Regions from separate parts of the Mus musculus genome. Here region 1 is linked to region 2. Evidence: chromatin contacts called from public Hi-C data. All regions are on one chromosome and are shown on one strand. Each heading gives the region's core, a stretch centred on a gene start, on an enhancer-like site or on the middle of the called end of the contact. The rest is flanking DNA. Distances are from core to core; before and after follow the strand shown.

Region 1 (6,672 bases), core at 2,714-5,213, 410 kb before region 2:
CCAGTGGCCCAAGGAGGGAGCATGGGCTTGGGAACTAGGCTTGCTTAGGCCATGTCCCAGAGTTAATCCCTAATAGCATCGTTCCTCTGTACAGCCACAGCAGCCCCTCTGCATCCATCAGGATGGAGGTTCCCTTTCTAGCCTTAGACCTGGTTATAGGATATCACAGCTTACTGAGGGTAAGGAGTAAATGTGGGTTCAGGCAGACTTGGGGGGTGGAGGCCTGGCTCTGACATCGGCCATTGGAAAGGCCCAGGGCATTCTTGTTCACTTAACACTTGAAGTTCTGCTCTATCCAGATGTTCTAGTAGGTGAGTCCAAACAGCATGTGTCAATTGTCTTTGGGTTTTGAGGGGAAGACAGACAGCAAACAAGTGAACAGTGTCTGAGTGGCCCTGGGCAGAGAGCTGCCCGGGCTGTGCAAATGAAGGCCACACACAATCAGAGCGAGACCTGATGACTGAGAAGGAGCCAGCTCGAGAAGGATGGGTGTTCTAGTCTGGAACAGAAAAGAGGCTCTTATGCTGGAAGTGCAGGTGAGAGCAGTGACTGCAACATGGGCACAGGAAGTGGACGAAGTGACTTTAAGAATTGCCTTTGTTGGGCTGGCGAGATGGCTCAGTGGTTAAGAGCTCCAACTGCTCTTCCGAAGGTCCCGAGTTCAAATCCCAGCAACCACATGGTGGCTCACAACCATCTGTAACGAAATTTGATGCCCTCTTCTGGAGTATCTGAGGACAGCTACAGTGTACTTACATATAATAAATAAATAAATCTTTTAAAAAATTGTCCTATGGTAATGACATAAAAAAAAAGTCTAATGTTCTAAAAAAAAAAAAAGAATTGCCTTTGTTAACCCGGGCTAGTAACTGAATACATCTCAATGGGACCATTAGGAAATAGATAAAAAGGAAGTCTTTTACAACAGATTTTAGTCTCTGTCCTCAGTGAGAGGTACATTTTATTTTATGGTTTCATACATACAAATAAATGCACATGAATATTAGTGGACCAGAAGTTTCACAAAACAATACAACTTTATGATAGAATCACCAGTATTTATTTCAAGTCTTGTTTCCTTTTTGAAATACTGGGTTAACCTCCTAAAGTGATGCCACGGGTTCCAACCCACTGAGATAAGTAAGGTGTACAAAGTTCTTAACACTGCAGCAGGCATATGGTACAGATTGAAGAGTGTCACTATCACGACTGTAACAGTAAGTTATCTCTTAATGTTTTTACAGCTTCCCCAGTATCTGATCCTTGACAGATCACATAGGAAATGTGGCTGGCCCTGACCATGGCAGGTGGTAACCATGAAGAGCCTGTGGGCCAGTCTGTTGGCATCTCACATGGTTGATCTTCGTGTGTCATCCTGATAGGGCAGAGCCTATGTTGGCTACTCCTGCTGCTGTGGCTCCCTATTAATGGAGTCTTTCTTTGAGGTCTATGTTTCCTCTCACTCAGAGAAGAAGGGGGAGATAGTGGTGAGAGGTGTGGCTCAGAAATACAGGCGACCTTCTAAAAGGCCGATTGTTTACCTGTTATAAAGCAGGGTGTGGAGTCTCAGGTTTACTGGAGGAGACTGGAGGCTCTGTGTGAGAGGCCTAGACAGGGAGCAAGGGATGAGATCTTGGGAATCACTCTTTTGGTTGCCTAAATCACTCAGGACTTTAGCCACAGGCCAGGATTTTCTACTTTGTATTCTTTACAGAGGCAAAACTCAAAACTCTGGAGAGAGGAGAAAGGATTTGTTTGGGAGGAGCATTTTAAAAGATTAGCTATTCTCAGAAGAGTTTCCCTGGCAGAGCTGTTTGTGATAGAAAAGACGAGACTTAGTCAAGTAGCAGTAGAGAAGGTGGATAGCCTGGTACAGTCTCAAAGTGGACAACCTCTCTCTGGCAATGGAAATGAACTATAGCTGCCTGTATTCGTGGAGGCTAAGTCATCAGGTGGGGGCAAGAAGTCCACATGATGCGATTCTGAGGATCAGGCTGATCTAAACAGTATGGTGCTTAGGTATGCATGCGTCCGTAACAATGCTGAGAAGACAGTAAAGACACACACCCTGAAATCAAAATGGTGGGGAAGAGCCAGGAAACTCTACGTTATGAATATCCTTTTTATTTTAGTCCCTACATGGTACATGCTAGACACACACACACACATACACACACACACACACACAGACACACACACACACACACACAGAGAGAGAGAGAGAGAGAGACTGAGACTTGCTTTTTATGGATACGAATATGTTTCCTAGTTAATAGTTAAGAAAAACTGGCCCTTTTTTAGGTGGATGAAAATATTTTCCCACACATTTGAATGGCTCTGTCATCATTCTTGCTTTTTTTTTTTAAAGTCACTATTGTTGAAAGTGAAAGTGTTGAGTTTCAGTCTTCGAGATTTTGGACATTATCAGGCTTTCGTTTCTGCATGGCTCCTCTTCTCTGGGGCAGGGGAGCGACCAGGCTAGATTATTTTACCTCCTGTGGATAAGGGAGCCCTATGCTATTTTGGAAGGTACCCCAAGATGATACCAGTCCTGATCGAGTGGAGCAGTGTGGCAGGTCCTCCAGCCATTGGAAGAAGCCCAAGTACCAGGGTCTGTTGGTGTCTCTCCAGCGCAGACTGGCACAAGCCTCTGAACCTATCCGCCGTGATGTCCTCGGCAGCCCTCCCACTGCAGCTGAGCCAAGGGACAAGTTACATGAACAGTGGCCAGCAAGGAATGGCTTGCCAGACAAGTCTCAGCCAAAACACTCACAGCATGCCATGGTCATCTAACATGAGAAATACTGTAGGCTTACAGCCATCGAACCAGAAAACGTCACTGAATTGTGGAGACTTAGTTTCTCTGAACGACAAGTGGGGAATCAGAAGGCTGGCTTGCCTACCTAAGAAGGTTTCTTTACCATATGAGATCATGGAGTCTCAAGTTGAATGGAGATAAAATGCCAGGCTTTATTAGTAAATAGCTCTTAACTTGAACTGTTCAGCAGAAAGTCTCTGTGGGAGGGTCGGGCATTTGTCAGAGTCAGATGTGTAGTTACCTGATCAGATAATCATCAGATAGCACCAGGAGGCTTATAATGGGCATGAACGGACCCCTACTGCTGTGCCCCCTTCCCACCTCACTTCTCAGAAGCAACCACACCATGACCAGTGTTACGGAGACCCTGTCTGAAAAAGAAAGGAAGGACGGATGGAAGGAGGGAGAGAAGAAAGGAAAGAATCAACTCCTTTGCCTCCTTTTTCATTCCCTGCACTCCCAGTCTTTATCTATCTGCCTTTGGAAGGCTCAGTGTCTTTAAATGTAGCTGGTTTTTGTTTTCTGGTTTTGTTGCTGTTTAATGCAAATCAGGGGAAAGGATGAGTGTGTCCAGCTTTCCCACTGTCTCTTCTGCCTTCTGCCACCTCCTTATTTCCAGCACTGCCTTTTTAGCTAGCTGTCAGTATGCTTTGTTACACTGTCTTGTGTAGTTCTTGTAGCACCAGGGATCGAACCTGGTGCCTTGAGCATGCTAGGCAAGTGCTCTACCACTAACCTGTATCTCCAGACAGGATGGGTCATCTTTCATGCTTTGTCTCAGTATTGGTTCTAAGTTGAAAAGTCATTGAACAGCGCTTTCCTTGCTTTGGCATATCAGTAGCATTTGCTGCATGCCGAAGCAGGATGCTGGTATTGTACCTTCTCTCCTACCTTCACAGTGGATATCACCATGCTGTGTAGAGTGCCTGTGACTCCAAGGTCAGTGATTCTCATTTCCTAGGTTCCAGTAGATCCTCCGAATCATACTGCTTTTTAGTCAGTAACATTTAGTCAGTAACCAGTGGGTTTTTACAGCTTTTACGTTTTTGCATGGTGTTTCTGGTTGCCTCTCTTCACTGTGTTTGGAAGAATGCTATGGCCTTTCTCCCTGCTCCTGAAGTGACTCACACATTGGTTTCAGTTTGGTAATTCATTACATGGCATACGCTACCTTTCCGTTTGCAGGAAGCCCTTTCCTGCTCCTCCTGTCTGGACTGCCCATGGTGCCGGCACGCTATGCAGCTCTCAACCAGAGACTTCTTTTCACATTTTCTCTAGGTCAGACTGTGTCTTCTAAATTCGGTGTCTTTTTCTTTCTTGCTTTCCTTTCTTGATTAGCTGAAGCAACTATAAAATAATTCCACAGAAAGATATGTGGGAGTAAATCCTGAACCCTTTGTTTTGTTGCTTTCGGTTGATTTGTCTAGTTGAATTAATTTTCCCTTCAAGCATTAAAAACATTGATCTGTTGACTTCAAGCCATCTGTGTCACTGTTAAGATATCTGATGCCAGCGCTAGAGAGACTGCTCAGACATTTAAGGCTAGGCTCATAACCAAGAAGACAACATAGCCGATGCCAGCCTGATTCTCATTGATGTGAAGGAACCTTAGGGTGGGTTATTTTCTTTTTATTACCTTCATTAGGTATATACAACATACTCTGTTGATCTTTGATTCTGAGGGCTTTTGTTTTGTTTTGTTTTTGTTCGGTGTCTACATTGAGCATTCCTATCTATTGCTCTGAGTTATCTGAGGCCATTTAGTTTAAAGTCTTCCATCGTCCTTCTGCTCTGTGCATATGTTTTTCTCCCTGCTTCTTTGATTTCTTTTCACTCATTTCTTTTTGCTTGACCCCACCCCACCCCCAGTGTTACACTGAAACTCTTGTGTTGAACACAACACTTCCAAGATTGAGTTTTTTTAGTTGTCTTACCTTCTCCATGTCTTTTCCTACTCTAGTTTGATACATAGTCTTCACTTTGTGTCCCAGGTGTTCTAGTGTGGGCACTCCTTTGGCATTGATATTGTAAATTCTCCCGTTCTCCAGTTTCACTCTCACAGTATCTTGCTCTTGCTTTAGGAAAGCTAAATTGTGTTGGGTTTCTCTGACACACTAATTAGAGATGTTGTTTTTAAATTATCTCCTGACCCTGAAACTATTCATTCCTCTGGGATCTGGTTCCCTTGTTTATCTTGGTCATTCTTCTTCAGGCTTCTGGTTTCCCTCAGTGTCTGGTGATGCACAGTAGTTCATTCATACTTAAAAATGAAGCATTGGGTGCATATTCTTTGAGGGCAGATGTTTGGGCTGCCCCCATTGGTCCCATTTCTCCTGACTCCCACCCCGTTCTTGGCAACCTTGTGGCTTTATTCATTTTACTGCCATTGCAGTGGACTTTTTTTGTTTATGAAGGCAGTGTCTCACTATGTAGCCCTGGCTGGGTTGGAACTCACAGATCCACTTGCCCTCACAATGGTTGATCTCTTTCTACAGTAGGCCTCTGCCCTGAATGGGAAGCTCCTGTAGTACTCTGGCTGGGAGAGGGGCTTATTGGCTGCCAGACTGGGTTTCAGTGGCACAGTTTGACTGGTACTATAAGTTCATGCTCCCAACTGAAAAATAATATGAGCTGGAGACCCTGTCAGGCCTACAAAGCTTCAGGTATTTAGTAGCTGGCTTTTTATAGAAGTTTGTCAACTTTTTCTCTAGTTCCTTGGTTTAATATTTTGGAGGCCAGCCCTCCTGTTTTCACCTGGCATTAGCTGCTTCCCCTGGGATGTGGCAGCGATGGAGCCAATTAGTGCACTTGTTCTGCAGACAGCCCTTAAGTTGATCTCAGTTTTCAGCTTCATTTCCCTTCCCATCCTCAGGAGCTGTTTCTGAGAACCCAGCTTTCCTCCTGGAAGATCTGATGATCTCTACGTAGCCTACTGACTGCCTATGTGGCAGCTTCCTCCTGCGCTGTCTTATATGTTCACACTGTGCTTTTAGTTTCAAGGAATGAATTGGTCCCATTTCTCCTGACTCCCACCCCGTTCTTGGCAACCTTGTGGCTTTATTCATTTTACTGCCATTGCAGTGGACCTTTTTTGTTTATAAAGGCAGTGTCTCACTATGTAGCCCTGGCTGGGTTGGAACTCACAGATCCACTTGCTTCTGCCTCCTCGGTGCTGGGATTAAAGGTGTATGCCACAACCTCTGGCCTATGTGGTGAGCTTTTTTTAATGACCAGGGAGTCACCATTAAATAGGAGTTGAGTGTCTCCCACATATGTCTACATTTGGTGGCTGAGGTTCCTGTAGATATCTGTAGCATAGAACACAGCAAGTTGCCAGGCAGTGGCGCATGCCTTTAATCCCAGCACTTGGGAGACCGAGGCAGGTGGATTTCTGAGTTCGAGGCCAGCCTGGTCTACAGAGTGAGTTCCAGGACAGCCAGGGCTGTACAGAGAAACCCTGTCTCAAAAACAAAAACAAAAACAAAAACAAACAAACAAAAAAGAACACAGCAAGTTACATCATTGAGAGCACACCAGAGAGAATCCAGACAGATGGAGACCTTAGCATCTCCCTCACTCCTATGCACACATTCCTGGGTGCTCTTGTATAGTGGGTGTGTGTACACACACATGACAAGAACCATGGGCATCCACCTTTGTAAAAAGTACATTCCTTTGAGCTAGCATTTCCTCTTCCTGATATCTGGCTCAGACACAAGCTCATGTGTATGAATGAAGGGGTAGAAAATATTCAGTGCAGCATCATTTGTGATAGACCAAAACAAGAAGAGAACAACTTAAATGACCCTGTGAGGTCAGTAAAGCATGGGGTATGCATATCTTGGGCTACTCCA
Region 2 (7,075 bases), core at 2,749-5,248:
CTCCCTGGCTCCAAGCCACAGGCTGAAGACTTGAGTTTAATCCCCCATTTAGATTCAAACACATACACCAGCCTAGCGTCTGTGGAGCTGAGTGCTCCGGGACTCTCCATTCTGCACAATCACACCCTCCACAAGCCGATTACCCCTTCACCCCAGGAACAATGCCCAGACAACCAAGCTACTTTCTGTTTTGTCATCAGATAATTCCGTTGCTTTCCTCCTCACAGGGAACTGAGCCGAGAAAGAAAGCAATTGAGAAGGCCAGCCTTGGCCTGCCCATCCCATCCCCATCTGTTTTGTAGGGGAAAGAGAGGCAACTATTCAGCATTTCTTAGTCTCCCTCCCAAAGAGCTCTGTGCACCACTGGGGCCAGGCTGGGTCTGTTGGCAGCTTTTGCTTGCACCCACTAGCCTCTGAAGGGGGGTCTTCAAATTAAAATGCATGTCTTAAGTATATACTTGTCTTTCCTGGGGATTGTTGACAGTCAAAGACCACACGGTCTCATCAGTGTGATCTCCGAGAGAGCCATGATCAGGGTAAATGGCTCCAAATGGAGATGAAAAAGCTTTTACAGTGACAGGGAAGAGCTACTGCAGGCTACTTGAGAAAATGCAGTTTGGGAATAGGGGGAAACACAGGCTGTGGTGCAAATCAAAGACAAGACAGAAGCTGCTGTAGCAGAGAAGTGATACAGAAAAGAAGGGAGATGAGAGAAGAGAGAAGAAAAGGGAAGAGTCAAGGCAAGGGATGCAAAGATGAGATGCTGCAAATAGAGAACTCAGAAGGACCAGAGAGGGGGCAGGGTGTTGAAGTACCAGCACTGACGAAGATGAGCGAAGGGACCCATGCTCTAGTGTGACTCATGCAGACAGGCTTCCAGTTCCTGTCTGAAGAACAGGCAACGAGGTACAGTGTTCACTACTCATGGGAAAATGGCTCCTTTAGGCTTAGCACAACATGCAAATTACCTTCTTAGCATCTGAATGTGTCCAATGATAGGCTCTAAGAACTTTCACAAAAGGTTGGGAATAAGAAGGATGGAGAAAAGAAGTGAATAGAAGCCGGGTTGTGGTGGTGTATACCTTTAATCCCAGCACTTGGGAGGCAGAGGCAGGTGGATTTCTGAGTTCGAGGCCAGCCTGGTCTACAAAGTGAGTTCTGGGACAGCCAAGGCTATACAGAGAAATCCTGTTTCGAAAAAACAAAAACAAAAACAAAAACAAAAACAAAAACAAAACAAAACAAAAAAAGAAGTGAATAGAAAGAGAATAGGTCTCTCTCTCTCTCTCTCTCTCTCTCTCTCTCTCTCTCTGTGTGTGCATGTACATGGTGCAAGTGCTTGCATGTGCTTGTACATGTGCATGTGTATATGTGCATTCATGTGTGTGTGTATGTATGTATGTATGTATGTATGTATGTATGTGTGTGTGTGAGAGAGAGAGAGAGAGAGAGCGAGCACTTGTGTTTAAGGTGATTGTGAAGGATAAAGGACAGAGTTGGAAAAGGGCAAGGAAGGCTGGAGAGGAAGCAGGAAGATCTGTACAAGAGAAGAGAGGATAGAGTAAGGGTTAGAGAGAGGAAGGGAGAAAAAGTAGAAGGCAGGATGCAGAGAAGAAAGAATTTGAAACTTTAAAATAAAAACAGCAGCATGGAGGGCCTGCCAGAAGCTAGGTGTTATTTTGTTGTCATATTTAATCTTCACACCAGCTCCTTATTGGCACCATTAAATGAATCCACTGAAATGGATTGCTTGGTAGCATTTTTTTTTTTTTTTTTTTTTTTTTTTGCTACAATCCAAATGCAATAACTTAAAATAGGGGGTCCGAGAGCTTCACTAACTGCCTGAAATTCCAACACCCAGCAAAATGGGATGGTGAGATTTAAACTCGGTATTAATGAAGGTTTCAGATGACCCAACAGAGCACCCCTCAAAGGAATCAAGGCGGTTATTTGCTTTCTGGACTTTAGATCCCCATCTAAGCCATGCATGCCTGTTGAACACACTTTGGAAAGATTGTAGCCTGTGAGAACTTGGGCCTCCGACCACCAGGGGGAGCTATGTCCCCAGCAGAAGCAGGAATCCAGTTTGTATAAGCGCTAGACCCTTGAAACAAAGAGTTATTTGCTATCTTGAATTTAAGATTGTAGGGCATCTGAGGGTGCTCAAGGCAGACTACAGTAGAGTGAGCTGATTCCTGTTAGCTGCCTTTCATTTTGTTCTGCACCTCATGTAAATAGGATCCACTTTATTCAAAGCAGATCTGCTTCTTTTTCCAGCTCATGGCTGTGGACTTTTCCCTACTATAGTTATTTGTCTGTCACCCTTGACAACCAAAGCATGTCTGCTCACTAACACCAATGGGCCTGGGGCCAGCAAAGTGCCCTGTGCATCACAGATGGTCAGAATATTTTTTGACAAGTGAATGAGCAAACGGGAAGCCAAGGCATGCTTGAATGGGGAGGAATCTTGAGGATGCATTTGGGCTCACCTAGCCCGGATCACCTCAGAACAACTACTGTCACAAAGCACTCCACAGACAAGATTTCCTTTGCTCCTTCTATCCCCCCTTTGGCTTTATTCAAGGATGCCTGCCCTTCTTGGTCTTTAGTTGTTAAACCCACTGGTACTTTTATTGGAGCTGATTGTCAGAAATTAGGAGGAATTTGAATTATTCTCTTATAGAACAATGAAGGCAGCCTCCCAAGGCTGGTGTGTAGACATGTGATTGGTGTTTATAAGCGGAACACTGTGGGTGGTTCCCATCCTCAGGGTGTATGTGCCAGCAGTGATAGAAAGTACACATCACCCTATGTCTACTGAATCAGCATCTCTGGGAGTTCTGGTTGTGAACCGGGCTTTGCCAGTTCTCCTTGGGCTTGGGAACAACTGTTTGCACATACCTTCCCTCTGTCCTGCTCGGGAATCTCAAACCAACTTTTCTTTTGCTGTTCTGAGGTGGGGTTTGATATAGCCCAGGTGGACTTCATGCCACCTGAGCCTGAAAATGACCTTAAAGTCCTTATCCCCCACTTCTGCCTCTGGAGAGAATGGGATGACATTGCAGACCTGCCTGTCTTCACCATCTCATTTTAAGGGATATTGGGGAATCAACCCAGGGTCTCAAGTACTCTTTGTTGGGGCTCAGCTGACTGAAGTACAGTCACAGCACCCCAATCCAGCATTCTCTTGGATGCTAAACTACCCCAGTCTAAGCAGATTCTGTCTTTCTTGGTGAATTCAGGGTCATTGCTGAAGGAAGAAGTCAGTTTTCACCAATGCTGTTTCTCCTTTTGAGTCACAACATAAAATACTTTATTGCGATTACAAATAACAAAGTTATTTCTGCTGGGCCTCAGCATCTGAACTTAATAGCATGCTGTAATGCCACCCTGTGCTGATGTGTGGCATATCTAATATCCATCTTTCTTAGAAATAACAGTGTTCAGAAATTAAAAGGGACTTTAGCAGAGAAATAATTAATGTGGATAACCGTCATAAACACCACAAGTGGAACAAATACAGATGGTAGCGAGCCATGATTGCTAATATACTAACCTGTTTTGACAGAACTTTAATTTTTTTCCTCAGGAGCTTCGTGGATGGAAGTTAAAATATCCCTCTCCTTATGACAAGAGCCCTGTCTTTCTGGGTCAGGAGTTCAGAGATTTCCTACCTGGTCAAGTAGCACCACAACAGAGGCAGGTTTTCAAGACCCAGTGGGATGGGGCTTTGTCTCCTAGGCTGCCTGCCTCCGGGCTGTGACAGGAGAGAGTTCCATCTCCTGCCTCAGGTTCCTGCAGGCTGGGTGGCCTGAAGCTGCAGCCAGACATCCACCTCTCCTGTGCTGTATCTCTGAAGGGGGAAGGGGGCTTGCTGGCTGGGCTCCGCTCAGCAGGAAGTAACTCTTTGAAGATCTTAGCTGCACACAGGTGGGGAATGCAGAGCCAGTTCCAAGAGGCTGCACAGGCATGAACACTCCTCAGGGAAGGATGACTCACCACACCCATTGGTAGAAAAGCAAAGGAGGGGCTGCTTGAGGACATAGGTGGTGGCTCCTGGCCCTGCCTTCACTGCAGTTGTTCTTTAAGCAGACATAAGAGCAGAAAGCCATTGCAGTGTCAGAGGTGGGTCAGAGATCCCCAGAGGAACCCTGGAGGTCAAACGGGGAGAGAGGGCAGAAGGAGCTGGGTTCCATTTCAGCTTATCCTCACAAGAGATAAGCCCTGTGATTTACTGTATGATTTCATTTAGCCATCATGTGATTATCTGAAGTGGACATGGTGAGCTGATATGTAAGATAAAGAAGCTGAGAATTTGATAATAGCCAATGTTCCAAGTTTAGCAGGGGCAAGAGAGCTCCGGGTACAGCTAACTGCTGATCTCTCATGGAACTTCCTAGTCTCTGGGTTACTTCTTTTCTGTCGTAGAGGAAGGAGGTCAAAACAGCCTGAGATGTTAGTCCCAAACCTTCCCTCCACCCATAGACAGAGATCTGATAGATCTGATGCCTTTCCAACCAGCACCACTGTCACACTGTTATGTAAACACACACACACACACACACACACACACACACACACACAGAGAGAGAGAGAGAGAGAGAGAGAGAGTATAGGAGAAAAAGAAGATTGTGAAAAACCGGAAATGATTTGCAACTTAAATCCAAAAGGTTTAAATTGGTGTTTATACCCATTCTCCATGCATGTAAAGAGACTCACCAATCAGTCAGACAGAGATGCTTCTAGACCGAATCTGAGTCATCAATAGCTGTGCACAGACAGCTCTGCCCTCCAGAAGACAGCATATGATCGCCCCGGTATAGGAGCTGGAGAGCTGGAGTTGGAAAGATTCCAGGGAGAGACTGGGAGGAGGTGGAGAGGGCACAGGAGGAGCAGCCAAGAAGGATCTGGTATCTCATTCTGAAAGGTTGAATACAGTCTGGGGAAGGGTCTGTGCCACATGCCTGAGAGAGGAAAGACAAATTGGCATTCCTGAGAAGCTAATTTGGTACCAGCTGAGCTGGCAAGGGAGGGGGCCGTGAGAGGAGGGGAACTTGGGATGGGAGCCAAAGTGCTCCCTGGGACAGACGGAATGGGAAGCATCATGGTAAGTTGGAAAGATCTCCAAGTCCAGATTGGGATTGGTGTGGTCTTGGACCCGGTGCCCAGAGTTTGACTCTGGGAATGTCGCTGACAGCACTCAGTCTCTGCTCTCACATCTACCAAACAAAGGTAAAAACACCTTCCTCAAAGAATCATGATGAACAAGTAAGATAAGCAAGGCAGGTACCCAGCACTATGTGCACATAGTAGGTGCTTCTCTGGCAACAGAAAGAGCCTGCTTCTCCTCGGGACAAAGATACGCTTAGCATCAGACTTGCAGAGAGAAGAGAGAGGATGAACCAGAAGCCTTCTCACTGAGATCTCTTCCAGGGCCTGTCATGTGGTTTATGCACCAAAGGGGGATGGGGACAGACCCTAGTTTCATAGGCACTGTCCCAAACTTAGGGCAGCTATATATGGCTATGGAAGAAGAGCATTGTACAGTGCCTAAGCTTGTTTGGGGTCGCCAGCTATGTGTGGACGCTTGGGTTGGAAGAGAATTCTCAGGAAAGTTCTTCCTCGAGAATCTAGTCGGAGCTCCTCGGCATGGCATGAGCTTGGACAGCATGCTGTGGCTTTTCCTGTCCTAGCCTTTCCTTCTATTTTTAACACTACTGTATCAAGCCAAATTGCTCTGAGGGCGTTTTATTGTCCTCAAGTACCTGCTGTCACTTTGTCATCCATGCCAGTTTTCTTTGCCTGGAAACACCCTCTTCCCATTGGTCACCTCCTTGTTTGCGCTTGAGCACAGCAGATTCACCATTCCTGTCCCCATGCTTTAAACTTACTTTTCCCTCTGTCTTCCCATCCTACAGGAAGTTTCACCATTTTTCTTACTAAACCCCCAAGACCTTCTTCTGACACTTCTTGCCTTTATTTTCCCTTTCTGATTTTCTCTTCAGTGCTTCTGACTATTGGGTTGGCAAACTATGACCTGTGGACCAGACCCAGCCCACCCTTAGTTTTCACAAATAAAGTTTTATTGGAGCACAGTTATGTTTGTTTACTTATGTGTTTCAAGGGTTGTATTGTACTTCAAAGGCAATACTGAGAAGTTGCATCTGAGAAACATATGTCCTGTAAAGACTAGAATACATATTAATTTATCAGCCCTCTCCAGGAAAAGTTTGCTGATTCATGTTTTAGTTTATTGATTCTTTTTATTTATTTGTTTTTATCACCAGCACTAAAATGGAAGCTCTATCATGACAAGACTGTCCCCCTTACAAGAATAACATATGGATCATTTAGGAAATAAATATCTGTGGGGTGGATGAATGCTGAGAATTCTACCTGCTATTAAGGAGGAAGTTAAGTGTCACCCTTTGGTCCCGTACTTCTTGATCATCTGGCTCAGTGATCTTCAACCTGTGGGTCACGACCCCCTTGGAGTTGTCTTTCAGATATCCTCCTGCACATCAGATACTTATATTATAATTCACAACAGCAGCAAAATTACAATTATGAAGTAGCAATGAAATACTTTATGGTTGGGGATCACCACAACCTGAGGAACTATATTAAAGGGTCATAGCATTAGGAAGGTTGAGAGCTACTGCCCTAGCTAAATAGATCCCCCTACTTTCTATATTCACAATGTTTCAGTGTTCCTTTGTATTGCAGTGATTGCTACACAGACTCTCATTTCCCCCACTAGATGGCAAGCTCCAGGTGTCTCTGCTGTCGTGAAGATAGCCTTTGTCTCCCAGGACAGAGCTGGTCCTTCTCCCTGTACCTTTTATGGTCTTCTGGGTGCTCACATCATGAAGGGCTGTAATCTTTGGTATGTGCCAGAATCTTTAGATGATTAAGAGCCACATGGCCACGGCTAATGATTTAGTCATTGTGGTTGCCAGCACCTAGCTAAAGCCTGCAGCTCTGGCACCTAGTAGGTGTCTGTGAGCATAGATGATCTCTTCACAGAAACCTCCTTAGTCTGCCTGGTAAAGACTGGAAGCCAAAGGGACCAGCG

The links. A called contact is a pair of places that touch in the nucleus more often than the background predicts.
Region 1: a Hi-C map of pancreatic cancer cells shows a contact between it and region 2, with 3 times the contacts expected there. The contact joins two enhancer-like sites. A contact is called at or near these places in 1 of 15 datasets of contacts at CTCF or cohesin (the NIH/3T3 cell line), 30 of 484 Hi-C or Micro-C datasets (the C2C12 cell line, the G1E-ER4 cell line, the HL-1 cell line and 18 more), 4 of 115 datasets of contacts at active chromatin or transcription factors (astrocytes, bone marrow-derived macrophages, embryonic stem cells and 1 more) and 1 of 9 other capture datasets (embryonic stem cells).

What each region holds. Positions count from the first base shown.
Region 1 is chr9:35,159,197-35,165,868 of GRCm38.p6, reverse strand. All of the region lies in intron 2 of Dcps (decapping enzyme, scavenger), which reads left to right. Among named protein-coding and RNA genes, the nearest start is that of Dcps, 13 kb to the left of the region's middle. Within about 2 kb of position 3,963, at least 16 of the 459 cell types and tissues checked have an H3K27ac peak or open chromatin away from gene starts, as enhancers often do. A contact at or near this core is called in pancreatic cancer cells, where this site is marked.
Region 2 is chr9:34,747,959-34,755,033 of GRCm38.p6, reverse strand. The region is part of intron 1 of Kirrel3 (kirre like nephrin family adhesion molecule 3); the gene reads right to left. Among named protein-coding and RNA genes, the nearest start is that of Gm33561, 100 kb to the left of the region's middle. Within about 2 kb of position 3,998, at least 24 of the 459 cell types and tissues checked have an H3K27ac peak or open chromatin away from gene starts, as enhancers often do. A contact at or near this core is called in pancreatic cancer cells, where this site is marked.